3 separate regions of the Macaca mulatta genome follow, and regions 2 and 3 are each linked to region 1. Evidence: chromatin contacts called from public Hi-C data. All regions are on one chromosome and are shown on one strand. The core of a region is the stretch at or near the end of the contact, and the rest is flanking DNA. Distances in the headings are between cores, read along the strand shown. Region 1 holds the start of EFHC1 (EF-hand domain containing 1). Region 2 holds the start of TMEM14A (transmembrane protein 14A). Region 3 holds the start of TRAM2 (translocation associated membrane protein 2).

Evidence for each region. Hi-C and Micro-C count contacts between places; a contact is called where the count stands out from the background.
Region 2: a contact with region 1 is called in a Hi-C map of fetal cortex germinal zone, with 11 times the contacts expected there. The contact joins the promoter of TMEM14A here to the promoter of EFHC1 in region 1. A contact is called at or near these places in 8 of 14 Hi-C or Micro-C datasets (CD4 T cells, blood, cortical neurons and 4 more).
Region 3: a Hi-C map of liver shows a contact between it and region 1, with 2.4 times the contacts expected there. The contact joins the promoter of TRAM2 here to the promoter of EFHC1 in region 1. A contact is called at or near these places in 2 of 14 Hi-C or Micro-C datasets (blood and liver).

What each region holds. Positions count from the first base shown.
Region 1 is chr4:129,882,946-129,888,107 of T2T-MMU8v2.0, reverse strand. It overlaps EFHC1 (EF-hand domain containing 1), which reads left to right and starts at 3,119. Exons shown (of 11, transcript NM_001265863.1): 1 at 3,119-3,301. The coding sequence starts at 3,239.
Region 2 is chr4:129,631,322-129,636,483 of T2T-MMU8v2.0, reverse strand. It overlaps TMEM14A (transmembrane protein 14A), which reads left to right and starts at 2,432. Exons shown (of 5, transcript NM_001266637.1): 1 at 2,432-2,577. It overlaps LOC106997970 (a long non-coding RNA gene), which reads left to right. Exons shown (of 4, transcript XR_013416339.1): 4 at 1-487.
Region 3 is chr4:129,723,692-129,728,853 of T2T-MMU8v2.0, reverse strand. TRAM2 (translocation associated membrane protein 2) reads right to left here and starts at 2,920. Exons shown (of 11, transcript NM_001260535.1): 1 at 2,750-2,920. The coding sequence starts at 2,869. It overlaps LOC106997968, which reads left to right and starts at 2,868. Exons shown (of 5, transcript XM_028847484.2): 1 at 2,868-3,098; 2 at 3,145-3,559; 3 at 4,226-4,334. The coding sequence starts at 2,868.

The sequences.
Region 1 (5,162 bases), core at 1,870-4,369:
ATTTCCTACTTTAACTGCCAGGAATGGTCAGTTTCTTGTCCTCTTTTATATATTCCACAAACTGGGAAATGGCGGGTACAAACTGAAATGCAATGTATGGTAAGTGGTCATGTAGACTGGAGTGCAGTGGCACGATCTCTGTTCACTGCAACCTCTGCCTCCCCAGTTCAAGCGATTCTCCTGCCTCAGCCTCTTGAGTAGCTGGGACTACAGGCATGCGCCACCACGCCCAGCTAATTTTTTTATTTTGAGTAGAGACAGGTTTTCGCCAGGCTGGTCTCAAAATCCTGACCTCATGTGATTGGCCCACCTCGGCCTCCCAAAATGCTGGGGTTGCAGGCATGAGCCACTGCAGCCGACTGGGATACAAACTCTTAATCATAGCAGACCTTCTGAAGATCCAGGTACCTTTCTGAATCCCTACCTTTCCTCCCACCCCACTTCTTTACAGACTTGTCCCTGTGCCTTTTAACACTGATGCAGTACTGTCTGACTTCCCCTCCTCAGAGATGATAGCATTTTTAGGAGGCCATAGACCAACAGAAGTTGTTTTCATGCATTTCTGGGGTCCGAAAGTAGTTAAAACAAACCCCTTAGCCATTTAACTGGTGTGCTTTTCTGGAGAGAAAGGCATGAGCAGAGAGCACTCCTCAAATAGAAACAGATGCGATAATGGACAATAGGCTTGGGCATGACTCAGCCTTTCCAGTTCCACACGCTCTTTCCCTACCCAACCCAGGAATATAGATCCAAGTGCAACCATGCACTTAGTCAAGAAGGGCTCTTCAAAGTGTGTCCTAATGCCATGAAATTTACTTTTATTAAGAGAGTGGGTAGGGAGGGATCATGGAACTTGTAACAGTTTAAGGTTATCATGAAGAGTCAGCAAGAATTACAGTAACGCGTGATTCTGGGTAATCAGCACCAATGAGGTGGAGAGAAGTGGGAGAGGTGCCTTATCTTTGAAAGTTTAAACTTGCCATCTTTTTTTTTTTTTCTTCTTTTTTTGAGATGGAGTTTCACTCTTGTTGCCCAGGCTGGAGTGCAATAGCGCAACCTTGGCTCACTGCAACCTCTGCCTCCTGGGTTCAAGCGATTCTCATGCCTCAGCCTCCCAAGTAGCTGGGATTACAGGCGCCCACCACCACGCCCGGCTAATTTTGTATTTTTAGTAGAGGTGGGGTTTCACTATGTTGTTCAGGCTGGTCTTGAACCCCTGACCTGAAGTTATCCACCCGCCTTGGCCTCCCAAAGTGCTGGGATTACAGGCGTGAGCCACTGCACCCAGCAAACTTGCCATCTTGACATATTCCTCCAGTGACTGGCATCCATCCTCGGTTGGTGTCTAAGGTATAATACAACAGACAGGTACTTTAAACGTTTTCAGTAACTTCCACAATGCTAACCAATGTTTTAGGGAAAGGATTACATTTCTTTTTAAAAAAATAATTTAAGCAAGTTTTGTAAAAAGCACCAAAGGCAAAAAAACTTCATTGAAGTTTTTTAAAAATGTATTCAACTGCTGCATTAAGGTACTGTACTTACAGAAAAAGAAAAAAAGGTTTAAAAAAGGACAAGAACAGGAAACAGATGCAGTAAGGGGAGAAGAGTTAGAAAAGAAACTCTGTGGGCAGGGTATGGTAAGCAGCCATCAATAACTGCCTCAGGTGCCACTTAATGCATTAATGTCCTGGGCCTCCTGAGCATCATGCAAATTAGTGAAACCCAACAGGGGGATTTGCTCTGACAAGCAGCAATAAAAGTAAAGCTGCTGTCTGTATTGGCAGTAAACTACCTGTGACACTGAGATATGCCTTCTGTGTCTGGCTTATTACTCCATCATGTCCCTACAATGGCTTGTCACAAACACCTGTTACAAAAATCAGATTCCTGGCCTCCACGTCAGACCTAATGAATCCAAATCTCTTGGCACCTGGGTTTGGATTACTTTTTAAGTTCCTCAGCAATGATGGATAGCTTTCTTTTTTCCCCCCTAAAAATGTTTCAGGAATAGGATTACGTTTGAGAAAAAATAATTTAAGCAAGTTTTGTAAAAAGCTATACCTATGATGCTGACAATATTTCACCTCACTTATCTGCTTCTTTCCCAAGACTTAGTCTTTCTCTTTGAAGGAGCTGTGTTTCTCCTAGTGGTTCTGATCTTTCCATTGAAGCTGCAGGTACAAACGATGGATTGAAGTGACCACCCTTCAATCTCCAGTTCTTCAGTCAACAAATATCAAATACCTATCAGAGTGCACCCTGTCCTGCAGCAGATATTCAAGGCTCTCCCTACAAGAATGAAGAAGGTGTTTAACTGAAGGGATTGGTGGTAGAATAAAGAGAGCTGGGCGCGGTGGCTCACGCCTCTAATCCCAGAATTTTGGGAGGCGAGTTGGGAGGATTGCTTTAGCCCAGGAATTCGAGACCAGCTCGGGCAACATAGTGGGACATCATCTCTAAGGAAAGAGGGAGAGAAGGAGCGAACGAGGGAGGGAGGGAGGAAGGAAGGAAAGGAGGAAACAAGGAAACAGAGAAAGATTTTAAAAAAGAGTTAAAAGGGGAAAAATACAATGTGGCAGTGGGAGAATTAAGGATGAGATGATTGCATTAGTTCATTGACCATCCCTAAGCAACAGAAACACAATCATGAGTAATCCTCGGCCCCTGCCTACAAGAAGCACGAGTCTAGGTTAGTAGCACTGCCAACCGGACCAACCATTTACACTTCTGTGTGAAATGGGGCAGAGCGGGGAGAAAAGAGCGCCTGAGCTCACAGCGTTGGCGGGGCGCAGTGAGGTCCGCCGGGACTTGGTGGAAGGAGAGAAGGAACGTCCCTCTCTGCAATTCATCTAAGGGCCTGCTCGGACCCCGGATCTCACAGCGAGAACTACCGCCTCACTACACTCGCCTTTCCCCGCGCCACCCAACAGCTCTCACGTCTCATTCTCAGGGAGCGGGGCGGGTCGAAGCGGAAGGGGAGGGACCGACACAACCACGCCCACTAGCCGCGCTCCAAGGCCGCGGCCCCCTTGCCGCGAGAACGCGGAATCTCGCGGGCAGCGCACGCGCAAACCTCCTGTGTCGCCTGCGCCTCCTGGCTCCGCCCTCCGCTCGTGGGAGTTCCGGATGTTTAGCGTTACCATGGAGCCTGCAGGTGCCCGCGAACGCTGCTTGTCGCCTGGGCAACTGGAGAGGACGAAGCAGGACCTAGGTGGCGGCGGTGGTACCGGCTGCAATGGTGTCCAATCCCGTGCATGGCCTGCCCTTTCTTCCAGGCACGTCCTTTAAGGACTCTACGGTGAGAAGTTATCTGCCAGACTCCAACCTGTCCCCACCTTCCAGCAGCCCAGGAGGGTTCCCCGCTCAGTGCACCTCCATTCCCCTCCACTCAAGTCTGCTCTCCAATCACGTCTTCTGTCCTGACTTTGTTCTTTCTTCTCGGCCGAACTTCTGCCGTTCTTCCCTAGCCAGCTTCATCCTTCCTCTCCAGTCCTTTGCCCTCCGCCACATCCCTTTCTAGTTTTTTCCCCACTCCATCTTGGCAGTGTGTTGGCGCCTTCATTCTCATCCCGTTAGCCGCGTTCTTTCTTACAGCTCTGTTCCTCCAACCCGCTGCCTCTTTTCCCTTTAGATCACTGTTTCCCCCACCCTACTCCTAAGCTATCTGGGCCCTCTCCCTAGCTCATTCTCTCACATCATAACCTGTCTCCGTCTGCCTCCACCTTTAAAACCCTCCGCCACTATGCACCTTCATCCTCATTCCCACAGGTCCATCATTCCCGCCCCACCTGCTTCCTCTTCTGAATCCTGTACCCGATAGTCTCTCCCACTCCCAGCTCCATTTCCTGTTTTGTATGTATATCGATTCCGCTCCTCTTCTTTCCGCCAGGTCTTTTTCCTTTCTTCTTTATGCTTGCTTCCAACCCCATTCTTTTCTCTCCATCTTCTACCTTTTTCATAATTTAGTCCCACCCTCTCCCCATTCTTTTCTTTCTCCATTCGGTTTTTCCCCCAAAGCTTGCTCACCTTCCTCCCAAACCATCTTTCCCTGCTTTGTAAGAGATATTCCTTTCCAGTTCCCTCAAGAATTGATTAATTGCTGTTTATTCTTCCCCGGCTCTATTCTTTTTATTCTAACGTTTTTGTAAAAAGATTCCTGTTTAGATTTTGTTTTGCTCATCCCCCCAACCTTGTGTTTTTATTTGCATTTTCTAGACAAAATTTTTTAAAAAGCAGCAGCAGCTTGGATTCTTTTTTTTTTTTTTTTTTTTTTAACTCTTGCCACAGTTTAGCTCTTAAAATTATTTAGTATTTGTTTTAATCCTAACAGGGCTACTGAAATATGTGCTGAAAAATCAATAATGAGATTCAGTAGACTGATCATCACAGATGACCTAACAGTAGTTTATGTTTATATAGTTTAATACTTTAAACTCTTACCTTCCTCTCCAGCTTCACAAAGTTAAGATAAAATATTTTGTCAATTTATTTTCTTTGGAAGAATAAATTTAGAATGAAATCGAAAGTTTGGTGAGAGAATTTGTATTCTGAATCTCTTTGTAATTATCCCTGCATTAAGACAAAATATCATAGATTTTTAGTTTCAGTGGATTTTTCAGTTTTATGTCATTTAGAAAATGTTGTAGGCACTTGCCTGCCCTATACAGGATGAGCTTAAGCTTTTGGTGTTGGTGAGTATAGACAGGGCTGAGTTGATACAGGGAATTACGGAGGCGTGGATGGAAGTGCAAAGCTCTAAAAACATATTGCTGTATTACAAGTAAGATGAACTGTGCATTGGACATATTTCAGATTTTAAATACACTGACCAAGTGTCAACCAATTTGCCCTGTTTGAAATTTGAAAAGCATCATCAGTATATCTTCAACAGTGAAGGACTGAATATATATGAATGTAATTCTAAAGACATGCAGATAAGAAGTTAAAAACTTTTTAAAGGGGAATGGGAAAATGATTAAAAAAAAAAAGAGACACACAGAAGGTGAACCATAATGGACAAGTGGGGTGGAAAGGGCCGAGGTTGCCTTTCCTGGTGTGTCTGTGAGTTATGGCTGAATGATGGTAGAGACATTTATCTAAAACAAATAAATAAACTGAAGTTATTGATGTTGCTTCTGTCTTTGGTGGTGGAAGAAGAG
Region 2 (5,162 bases), core at 1,183-3,682, 250 kb after region 1:
GCCCTGCCTTAGCAGCCAGTCAGTGAGGCTCTTCGCCTTCTTTCCCTTTCTCTGATTCCACCTATGTACAACTTATGAAAACTTGCATTACTATAGACTGGGAGTTTTTAAATTGGAAACTGTGAATCTAAAGGGGCCAGAGGATAGAAATCAGGAAATCTGAAAACTTCAATGGAGAAAAGTTTTCATTTCTTTCCGTCAGGAAAATAGGCAACAAACCACAGCAGTATTAGTACCTGTGTCTCTGTCGTCACTAGGAATCACAGATATCCATGTTACAGATATCTTAAAATATTTACGTACAGCACCACTTTGAAATTATGGTAATAATTAGATCCAACCCCTAGGTCTTGTAATCTTTAATATGTTAATAAAGAAACACATCTATTATATGACAGATTTAAATGTCTAACAATTTGATTTCAATAAAAATTGCATTTCAATAAAATTGAAATTTGCATTTCAATAAAATTGGCTTCCTTTGCAATCCTGTGTATTGTATTTTGTGCGTTTCTCCAGACTGCCAAAGGGGTTGGTGACACATTGAAAGTTAAGAGTCTCTGCTGCGGATCATGCATAGAAAGCTTTACAAAATGGATAAGGGGAATAGGCTTTCCTGCATCCTTACCTGGGCTGCAGCCTTTCCATCAGCTGGAGAAGGCAATAGCTAGTGCCTATGAGTTGAGAGGGCAGTGATCCCTTTGCGTAAGAACTATCCTGTTCCCACATATTCAAGGGTATGCAATTCCCATAATATACAAAGTTTTTCTTTAGGTTTAGGTGACACGCCTTGAGTAGGAATATCATGAGGCTGTTTCCAGCTTCGAGTGTGCTAGTGGCAGGGTGGAAGGGATCTGAGAGCATCTAGTCTTGGCCTATCTTAAATCCAGGCACTGAGGTCCAGAGGGGAGTTATTTACCCAGGTCACATCAGATGAAGATGCTGAAGTATTCCAAGAGGGTTTTAGTTTTATTCCAAATAGGATAAGTGTTCTGAGAGTGTGAGGAGAGAAGGGGAGGAGGCTGGGGTAAGGATGGACATAGAAGGGGATGGAAAGGAGTGCTGAGAGAACTCAGAACCAAATTTCAGGCTATCACTTTCTCCACGCCACATTCCAGTGCGTTGCCATCAACTCTTCTGTGACTCTTCAGGAATTCTATTAATTCCCCAGGACCAACTCAGACTTTCATAACTTAGATGTAGTTATATTACTTCCCTGAAGCACTTTTACACACAAAGAATAGATGTAGCAAACAAACTTCACAAGATTTAATTTTTGAGTTTCCTCTTTTATTCTGAGGAATTCTGCTGTAATTCTCAGTGACACAGAACCTCTAGAGCTACTTCACTGTGACAGCCTTCTTCAAATCTCCGAAGGGCTGTTACATAAGGAAGAGGGTTGGAGTTCTGTATTCAATCAAGAAGGCAGAAGAATAAGATGGTAAGTTGCTACAGAGAGGCATAATTTAAAGTCAATTTAAACTGTAATCCCAGCACTTTGCAAGGCAGAGGTGGGAGGATTGCTTTGAGCTCAGGAGTTCGAGACCATCCTGGGCAACATAGTGAAACCCCGTCTCTACAAACAAAATAAAGAATTAGCTGGATGAGGTGGCACACACCTGTAATCCCAGCTACTCCGGAGGTTGAGGCTGGAGAATCGCTTGAACCCAGGAGGCAAGAGGCAGAGGTTGCAGTGAACTGGATGGCGCCACTGCACTCCAGCCTGGGCGATCAACTGAGATCCTGTATCAAAAAAAAAAAAAAAGTCAATTTAAGGTTCATTCCTAGGATTGAGCAGATCGCCTTGGATTAGGCAAGATTTTAAGTGCTTTCCAACTCTGGAATTTATACCTTTCCCTGTAGATATCTAAGCCCAGCAAATCCTGGGCCTGAAGTTTAAAACTAGGATCCTGATCTCCCAACCAAATTTAGATGATCCTATAGTGTAATGAAGGGTGCTTGGGCTTTGAAACCAGGCAAACTTGGATTCTGACCTGGGACAACTAAGTCACTGGACCTCACTGAACCTTAGCTCCCTCCACTGACAATGGGGACAATCTGCTGGAGGGTGTGTAGGAGACCTCGCGTTGCCTTTTAGAGGTTCTGGAAATGTCCCTTGAATGATGAATGGAGTTAACTTAAAAATCTTCGCCTTCTATAATCTTGGCTACATGCAGATACGCTTCCTGCCAGTCCCGCTCCGTCAGGCGGGAGGCAGGAAACCCCAGCCCTGGCTCCAGGACAGGGCCGAAGGTAGGATAGACGGAGCAACGGGTCCGGCTACCGCCGGGATGTCGCAGCGCAGGGCCTCCTGTTTGCCTGACCTATAGGCCGACCCGATTCAGCCGAAGGGAATGGACAGGGCAGAGCCCTGCAAGGCTAGAAGGGACATAGCGCATGCGCGCGGCAGGGAGGGCGTCTCCGGCAGGGAGCGGCCTCTGCTCAGCGCGAGACTGCCGGGCGCTGGGTGGGACAGCGCTGGCGCGGAGACTGCTTCCGGATTCCAGGTACCTCGAGTGGCGGCAGCTAGCCCCAGACTTCTGTCTTTTCAGCCGCAGTGAGGGCTCGGGGCTGCAGGTGAGCTGTGCATCCCGCAATGGAGACCTTCGTGCTCTGAATTTTCTTACAGAACCGCAGAAATATAAGGGGCGTTGCTTACCGGGCATCCCCTCCCCCGCGCCAAACCTGCACAGCAAACGATGATGCAGAGGACCTTGAGGGGATTTTGCAGGCCATCGGTCTTACCTCCCCGGTATCATTTTTCTCCTCCTCCTGGGAATTTCCCGAGTTTTTGCCTTCTGGTATCCCTAAATATCCCACCTATGCTGCCTCCTCCCTTCCTGGAGCTGGGGTGGTGGGGTGGGCTCATGGACCATTGCAAAATGCTTGGCAGGATTTTAACTTTCCCAGCACTACCCAGACCCCACTCGAAAATGTGCCTTTTGTGCCCTCCAAGAGCTCACGGGTAGGTAACTGTTATATCTTTAGCATGTGAAAATGCTTTTTATATAACAGTTGACTGAAAATCTCTTAGTTCTCCAAATTTTGGAGGATTTGGGGCGGTCGGCCTTGTTTTGTACCTAGTATAGTAAATCGTTTTGCTGCATTGCATCCAAGATGCTTTCTAGCCCTTCCAAGGCTTGAGCATCGCATTTGTGATGAGAGCGTGTGATGTGCTGTGCACATCCTCTCCCACCTTATCCCTTTCATGTTAACACAGCCTCTGGCTTTAATGTGTGCTTCTGGCCTGGCCACATGGCTCCGTCATGGAAAAGGTGATTCTTTTGTCTGAATATCCTCTCTGAGAACAGAACCTTCTTACAAGCATTGGGAGTAGATTTATTTTGCCTCCTTAGAACAACAGTCACTTCACTAAGGAGATTAAGGAGCTGCCTGTTTCCTGGCAATAAAGCTGTATTGGGTAGATCAGTTACAGAATGTTTTCAGGCAGAAGCTGTTCCTTTGGTTCACTCACTCATTTATTCATTTAACAAGTATTTTAAGTACCTGCCTTGTGCACCCTCGGTTTGCCCTCAAGGAGCTTGGCTGACTGAGAGGCGAGAGAATCCCAACCAAGTAAAAGAGTATGGATCCTCAAGAGAAGATCGCAGGAAGAGCTGGGAGGCTCAGGATGGAGTGGAATTAATTTTCACAACAGCTACTTGGCTTTAGGAGACAATTAGGTCTAAAAGTTACACCTGATAATGAAAATGCTCTCATAAGCCTCAGATCTGTATGTAATGGTGTTTTCCTGTGTGTTGGGCGTCTCAGACTGAATACATTCCAAACACGTCCCATCATTCCTAACCACCTCCCTCTTCCCCGCCCCGCACACCTGCTGCTGTTCCCATGTTCTCTGTCTCAGAGAATAACATGAGGCTCCCTGACTCCCTGCTTCTCCTAATGGTCTGAGTCAGATACCTAGGGGTGAGTCATCTCTGATTCACCCTTGACTTTCCCTTCCCTCCTCGAATTCAATTCTGCTGACTCTACCTCCTGAACCTCTGAAATCTGTCCACCTTCTCTCCATTCTCATTGCCATTTCTCTAGATAAGCCTACCCTTATCAACTAAGCTCTTGCTTACTTTACTGCAACAGCTTTCCGATGTATCTCCCTGCCTGACTTCACAACCCATCTTCACTACTGCAACTGGGAAGTGCTTGTTGGAATTTAAATCTGATTGTGAGGCTCCCTTTGGTGATCCTTCTCTGCCCCTAGGACAGAACCAGACTCCCTTTACAGGGCTTATGTGGGTGTACAGCCCTGTCTTTCTCACCAGCTCCCTCTCTTTTCACAAGCCCCTTGTACTTTTCATTTTGAGAACATGCTTTCTTGTGCCATGAGGGCCTTGCACACACGCTCCCTTCTGCCAGGAACACCCTTCCCTGCCACCCTCTTCACTTGACTTATGCTCCCCTGTAGGGTAAATGCACCTGACAGCAATAATTAAAGCATACCCTTAGAATGACCCTGTGTGGCAGATGAACCTGAATGCGTTTTCTGAACTAGGGAACCCAGGCCTGCCCAACCCAGAGATTTGTTTCTTGTCTATGAAGAACATCTGAGCCCTGCCCCACCTGTCCCATAGAACAGGGGCCATATGGGGAATTGAGGCCTTGAATTTTGAGTTAAATCAAGGTTGCCAGGAGGAGGTCATTGAGGGGAGGGTGTTAAGTGAAAATGCTACGTAAATTGCATGATGTTTGCAAGCGGCTGTTTTCCTGCCCAGCTCACCGCCGCTGGACTCCCTCCTCTGTATGAAAGCCCCTAATGAAACCCCATGTCTCACTTGCTGGCTCTGGGTCTCTTTTGGCCTCTTGAACCTGTTGCCTTCCTTATTGAGGTTAATAGGGGTTTGGCACAACATCTCTCCAAGGTCCCAGCTGGAACCCTGTGTTATCTGGGCATCCTTCCTTAGGCTCCCAGTCCTTGCTGGGTGCCACTCCTTGTTATGGTACCCACACCTCTCCTCTTAGGGCTCATTCACACATCTGCCTCCTACAGCTGTGTTGTACTGGACCAAGGCCATGTCTAAGCACTTACCATTGCTTCCTGCTGCCTTGCACAAAGAAAATGCTCAATAAGTAGCTGTTAAGTTGAATTGAGTACAAATATATGTTACGATACTATGATATGATTCGTTAAGTAAATCATAAATTCA
Region 3 (5,162 bases), core at 1,671-4,170, 160 kb after region 1:
ATTTCTCCCATTCCCCTTGTACCTCTTCCTGTCGTCACTTCTAGGAAAAGGGTGATGAGTCCCCACTTGCACCTACCATCCCACCATATGCATTCCTACATACCCACACATGCACACCACACACTTCCAGAGGGAAACCCAGAAGATTCTAAGGGATATCCAGCCAGTCTTGTGCTGGGTTATGAGGCGTCTCCCCCTGCTTTACTCTGAGTATGACGATGCCCATATTTGTTTCTCTGTGGTACCTACAGTATCCAGGACGCTTCTGATCTCATGTGATAGAGGCCGCAGTTCCAAACTCCCCCTCCCCACCAAAAGGAACACTTATCTCTGTGGAGAGTTAGTCAGTAGGTAAAGACAGTGAGGCCGCCCGCCATGTGCCCGGCACAAAAGAACACAAGACCTTCTTACTGGAGGCTTAGGGCAAAGCCCTCTTTCTCCCAGAGAAGCACAGACTGATGATCTCACAAAGTACCTCCAAAAGAAGGAGACAGCTGCCCTGCAGGTCCTGTAGGTTCAAGGTGCTATGGGAACAAGCGATGGGGTTGGCAGGAAAAGGGGGCCTGTAGGCACTTCAACCAGGGGCCTAGGTACATTCCCCAATCCAAGCCTAAGGGGGAGAAAGAGTAGTTTTGTTTGTTTGTTGTTTTTCTCGTCTTGGGCCTTTCTCTTTCACCAGGTACTGGAAGTAAGAGTTCTTAGCACCTTTCAACTTCTAGAGTGGCAGGTTTAATGCACAGGACTTTCCATAAGACTAGAGACGGGGGAACGAGGTAGGTACCAAACTCAAAGCGCTGGCAGCTCTTTCTGAGCAAAGATAAAGCAGGTAGGGCCACAAACCCTAACAAATGCTAGAAATACGAAAGAGCCACAGGCTATGTGAGAAACTTGGCCGCTGCAGAGCCTGTGGCTTTGAGGTTTACAGCTGTCACGTGTATCTTTCCAGCCACACCCTCCAAGGCTGGGGACACGCACTTGGAGTCCTCTTAGAATGGAGGACAGCAAACAGACAGGAGAGAACGCACTGGGCAAAGGAAATTCTGTTATTTCGTTAAGCTGTTATTATAATAAATAATCACAGGGCTCCGGGCACAAGAGACTTTTTCATGTTGGTAGATGTTATGGCTTTTGTTGCTGATATGATCTCAGTTAAACCTTACAATCACCCTGTGCGGAAGACCAGTTCTATGAACGTCTTTAATGATGGAGAAACTGAGGCTGCAGTCAGCTTTCAGTCAGACTAGTCACAGAACAGGGACTGAGACACAGGGATATGACTCTGTGTGACACCACACACTTCCAGGGGAGAACCCAGAACAAGGTGGAGCAAGCCTGATCCAATATACCACTAGAGAGAGCTATGAGAGGGAGAGGAAGGACAGAGGGACTGAATTAAAGGAGCACTACCAAAAACTGGAGTGGAGACCCCAGTCCTAGTACCACCGTTTATTTCCTACAGACCCTAAAGCCCAGCCACGGACACATTCATTCATCCAACCCTGACCTGGCCACCACAAGAATGTTCCCAGCTTGAGAGCAGCTTCGCCAGCCAGTTAGGGCCCTTGTCATTCATAGAGATACAGGGAACCCGGAGAGGGACAGGGAAGGAAATTTAGCCAGGCAAGCCATCCTCCATCTCCGAGGAAGTTTGTAAATGATCACAGCTTCCTAACCCAACCATGAGAATGCAAGAAGCAACCTGGCCCAGAAGGGAGGACAAGGAGTCTCAGGAACCAGAGAAGACAGCGGTGAGAGTGAGGGGAATGTCGCTCATATATCTCACTTCTGAGACAAGATATACCGCAACAAACCCATGCCAACCTTCCTCCAGTTCTTCCCACTTTTGACTATCACATTTTTCTTGCTCTGCAAGAGTAGGGAATCCTTCCCATCAGTCTTGTGAATTCTGACCCCCTGCTGGCTTTCTACAACTCCCTGCCTGGGAGGCCAACACCAGGACATTGCTGTCGGGGTGGGATCCCCATCCTCTGCCCACCACTCCTACACTATAAGAGAATCAACTTCCCCAAAAAGTGGAGGGTATCCCTGTCTCTCTTCTTGTCTCTGTAAAGGGGGTGAAGCTCTGGGTCGCCGCAGATGTATCTAAAGGGACAGTCCACGGAGTGGTCAAGGATATCCAAAAACTGGCCTTCTAGAGCACAGCAAAAAAGTGGGAGCGAGAGGAGCGCAGAAGGCCACTGCTGGGATGGGGCCAGGGCCACACGTGAACATCCCAGCACGTTCCAGAGCTGAGATGCAAAACACCCAGAAAATCAGATAGGAAGTGGAAAAGGGTCAGGGTCTCTCCTACTGGAAAAGCCCAGAAGAGCTAGTGGCCACTCCTCGGGGGAAGAGGGGATTGTGCAATGACTGCCGGTCTGGGAGTCTCTGGGCTTGGCTCCCGGACTTCAGAAAGGAAACCCCACGCGTCAAGCCAGGGTGGCAGCGCGGCGGTTGGTTCGAGGCCAGGCTGGGGTTTCAGGGCTGCAGACAGAGCTGCAGGATACGGTGAGTCCCCAAGGGAGCGGCAGAGCATGGCATGGCTGGCACGGCGCGGAGCTGAGGGTGCTGTCTGGGCTGTCCGGGGTACAGGCCGGAGGGATACAGTGCACAAAGCTGGGGTGCAGATAACGTACACGGCAGCCAGGAGCCCCAGATCAGAGGAGGGCCCGCTGACCCGCAGGGGTGTGCCGGGTGGCGCACGACAGGGGGCACTGTCCCTCCAGCTCCCTCCTCCCCAGGCTCTCACCTCGAACATAAGCCCGATGAGGACGCAGAGCACCAGGCAGAAGCCGATGTCCGCATGGTTGTGGATGACGAACTCCTGGCTGAAGAGCGGGTAACTTTTCGTCCTCCTGCGGAAAGCCATGGCAGCGGGCGCGCAGCGGCCGGCGGGGCCCGCACCCTGCGCTCACGAACCGCAGCGCAAACTTCTCCAGCCCCGGCCCGGTCCGCCCGCCGGCCCGCCGCCCGCTCTCCCACAGCCGCCCGCCCGCCCAGCGCGGAACAACTTCGGGGCCCGCCCCCTTCCTCCGCCCGCCCCCGCCCCCGCCGCCCGTAACCGCCCCCGGCCGCAGCCCCCGCCCAGCCCGCTGCCCGCACTCGGCGCGCCCGGCCCCGCCCTCCGCGCGCTTAACCCTCTAGCCGCTGGGCACGCGCTGGCGGCCGGGGCGGAGGCGTCCGGGGGCGGCGAGCGGGACCCGGCTCCTCCTCGTCCCGCGCCAGCGCCGCGCCCGGCCGCATTCTCGGGGCCGGGGGCTCGGCCGCTCACGGCGGAGAAAGCAGGCCGCGGAGGAGGCGGGCGCCCGGGCCTGCCCGGACAGGAAGTGGGCCCAGGTTTCCCATTCCTCGCTCTGCTCCTTCCTCCGCGGCAAGGGCAGGCCCAGGAGGCAGCGAGCGCCCCGGGGGTGGCCGGGCAGCCGGATGCTCTCGGGGTTGCGGGCTGTGGCCCTGGGGGTTGAGGGCAGCGCGGGTGCGGCGGAAGCAGGGACGCTGCGAACCGGCCTTTTCGCTGGCCACAGCGCCCTGCACGGACGATCAGTGAATGGAGATTACTCAAGTATTTATCGAGAACTTGCAGTGGGCTAGGCACGGTTCAGGTTGTGTGAATGAGCAGATCAACACACCGAAAGACCCTGCCTTAGGGGAGCTTTCCCTCCAATGCGGGGAGAGGGTGGATGATTGCAGTTTTGCCCAGTAACTTTTGGGAACCTCACGCCACCATTAATTAGCTACACACATCTCACCGAAAGTCTACCTTACATATTAATCAGAAGAAGCAAAAAAGGAAGGCACTTTCTCATTGAAAGTTTCTATTTAATATTGTCTTAAAAGTACTCCTGGAAGGACAAAAGGTGTTTTTAATAAATTAATTTATATTCTCAAATATTGGATTTAATCCTACCAGTAATGAAGGAGTCAGTTACTTTCTAGATGTGCAGAAATTACGTAATGAACAAAAAACTAATTCCTATTCCATTTTTTATTAGGTCCACAGTTGTTTCACTTCTAAGTAAATATGATTTTTTAAAAGTGGCACGGGGTGGAATGTAATTGAGAAAGGATGGAGTTCCTAGAGAAATTTTACTTCCTCAATTTACACTCCACCTTACTTAGCATACAGTCTTGGGTCTGTAATTCCCTTATCTGACTCTCAAGGAAATGAAAAAGTAGTGCCTAGATTGGACTAAACCTCATTTAACTTCAAGACTGACCTTTCTCAAAGTTGAACCTTCGTCTTGTGAGGAACAGAAAAGATCAAGAATTGTGAAGCACCTCGATTTTCCAGCTGTGAAGATGTGTTCAAATTTTCAACATGCGGCCACATCTGTGAGGTTGAACTTTATACAATTGGTTTATTTATAGGTTCAGATGGTTGAATTTAACAGTTACCCCCACCGCTGCTATTATTATTATTATTATTATTATTATTATTATTTTGAGACAGAGTCTTAACTCTGTCGCCCAGGCAGGAGTGCAGTGGCTCACTGCAACCTCTGCCTCCCGGCTTCAAGCAATTCTCATACCTCAGCCTGTAGCTGGAACTACAGGTGTGTGCCACCACACATGGCTAATTTTCGTATTTTTTAGTAGAGATGGGGGTTTCACCATGTTGGCCAGGCTGGTCTCAAACTCCTGACTGCAAGTGATCCGCCATTTTTTGAGACGGATTCTCTATTGCCCAAGCTGAAGTGCAGTGACGCCATCTGGCTCACTGGAACCTCCTCCTTCCAGGTTCAAGCAATTCTCCTGCTTCAGCCTTCCTAGTAGCTGAGATTACAGGTGCCCTCCACCACCCCCTGCTAATTTTTGTATTTTTACTAGAGACAGGGTTTCACCATGTTAGCCAGGCTAGTGTCGAACTCCTGACCTTCAGTGATCTGCCCGTCTGGGCCTCCCAAATTGCTGAGATTACAGGCCACTGCACCCGGCCTTTTGCTACACTACACTACACTACACTACACTACACTACACTACACTACACTACTATACTATACTATACTATACTATACTATACTATACTATACTATGGGCAGCACAGTAGGTTTGTTTACACCAGCATCACCAGAAACACGTGGTTAATGCATTGCCCTACCGTGTTACAGTGGCTATGACATCACTAGGTGATAGGAAATTTTCAGCTCCATTGCAGTCTTGTGGAA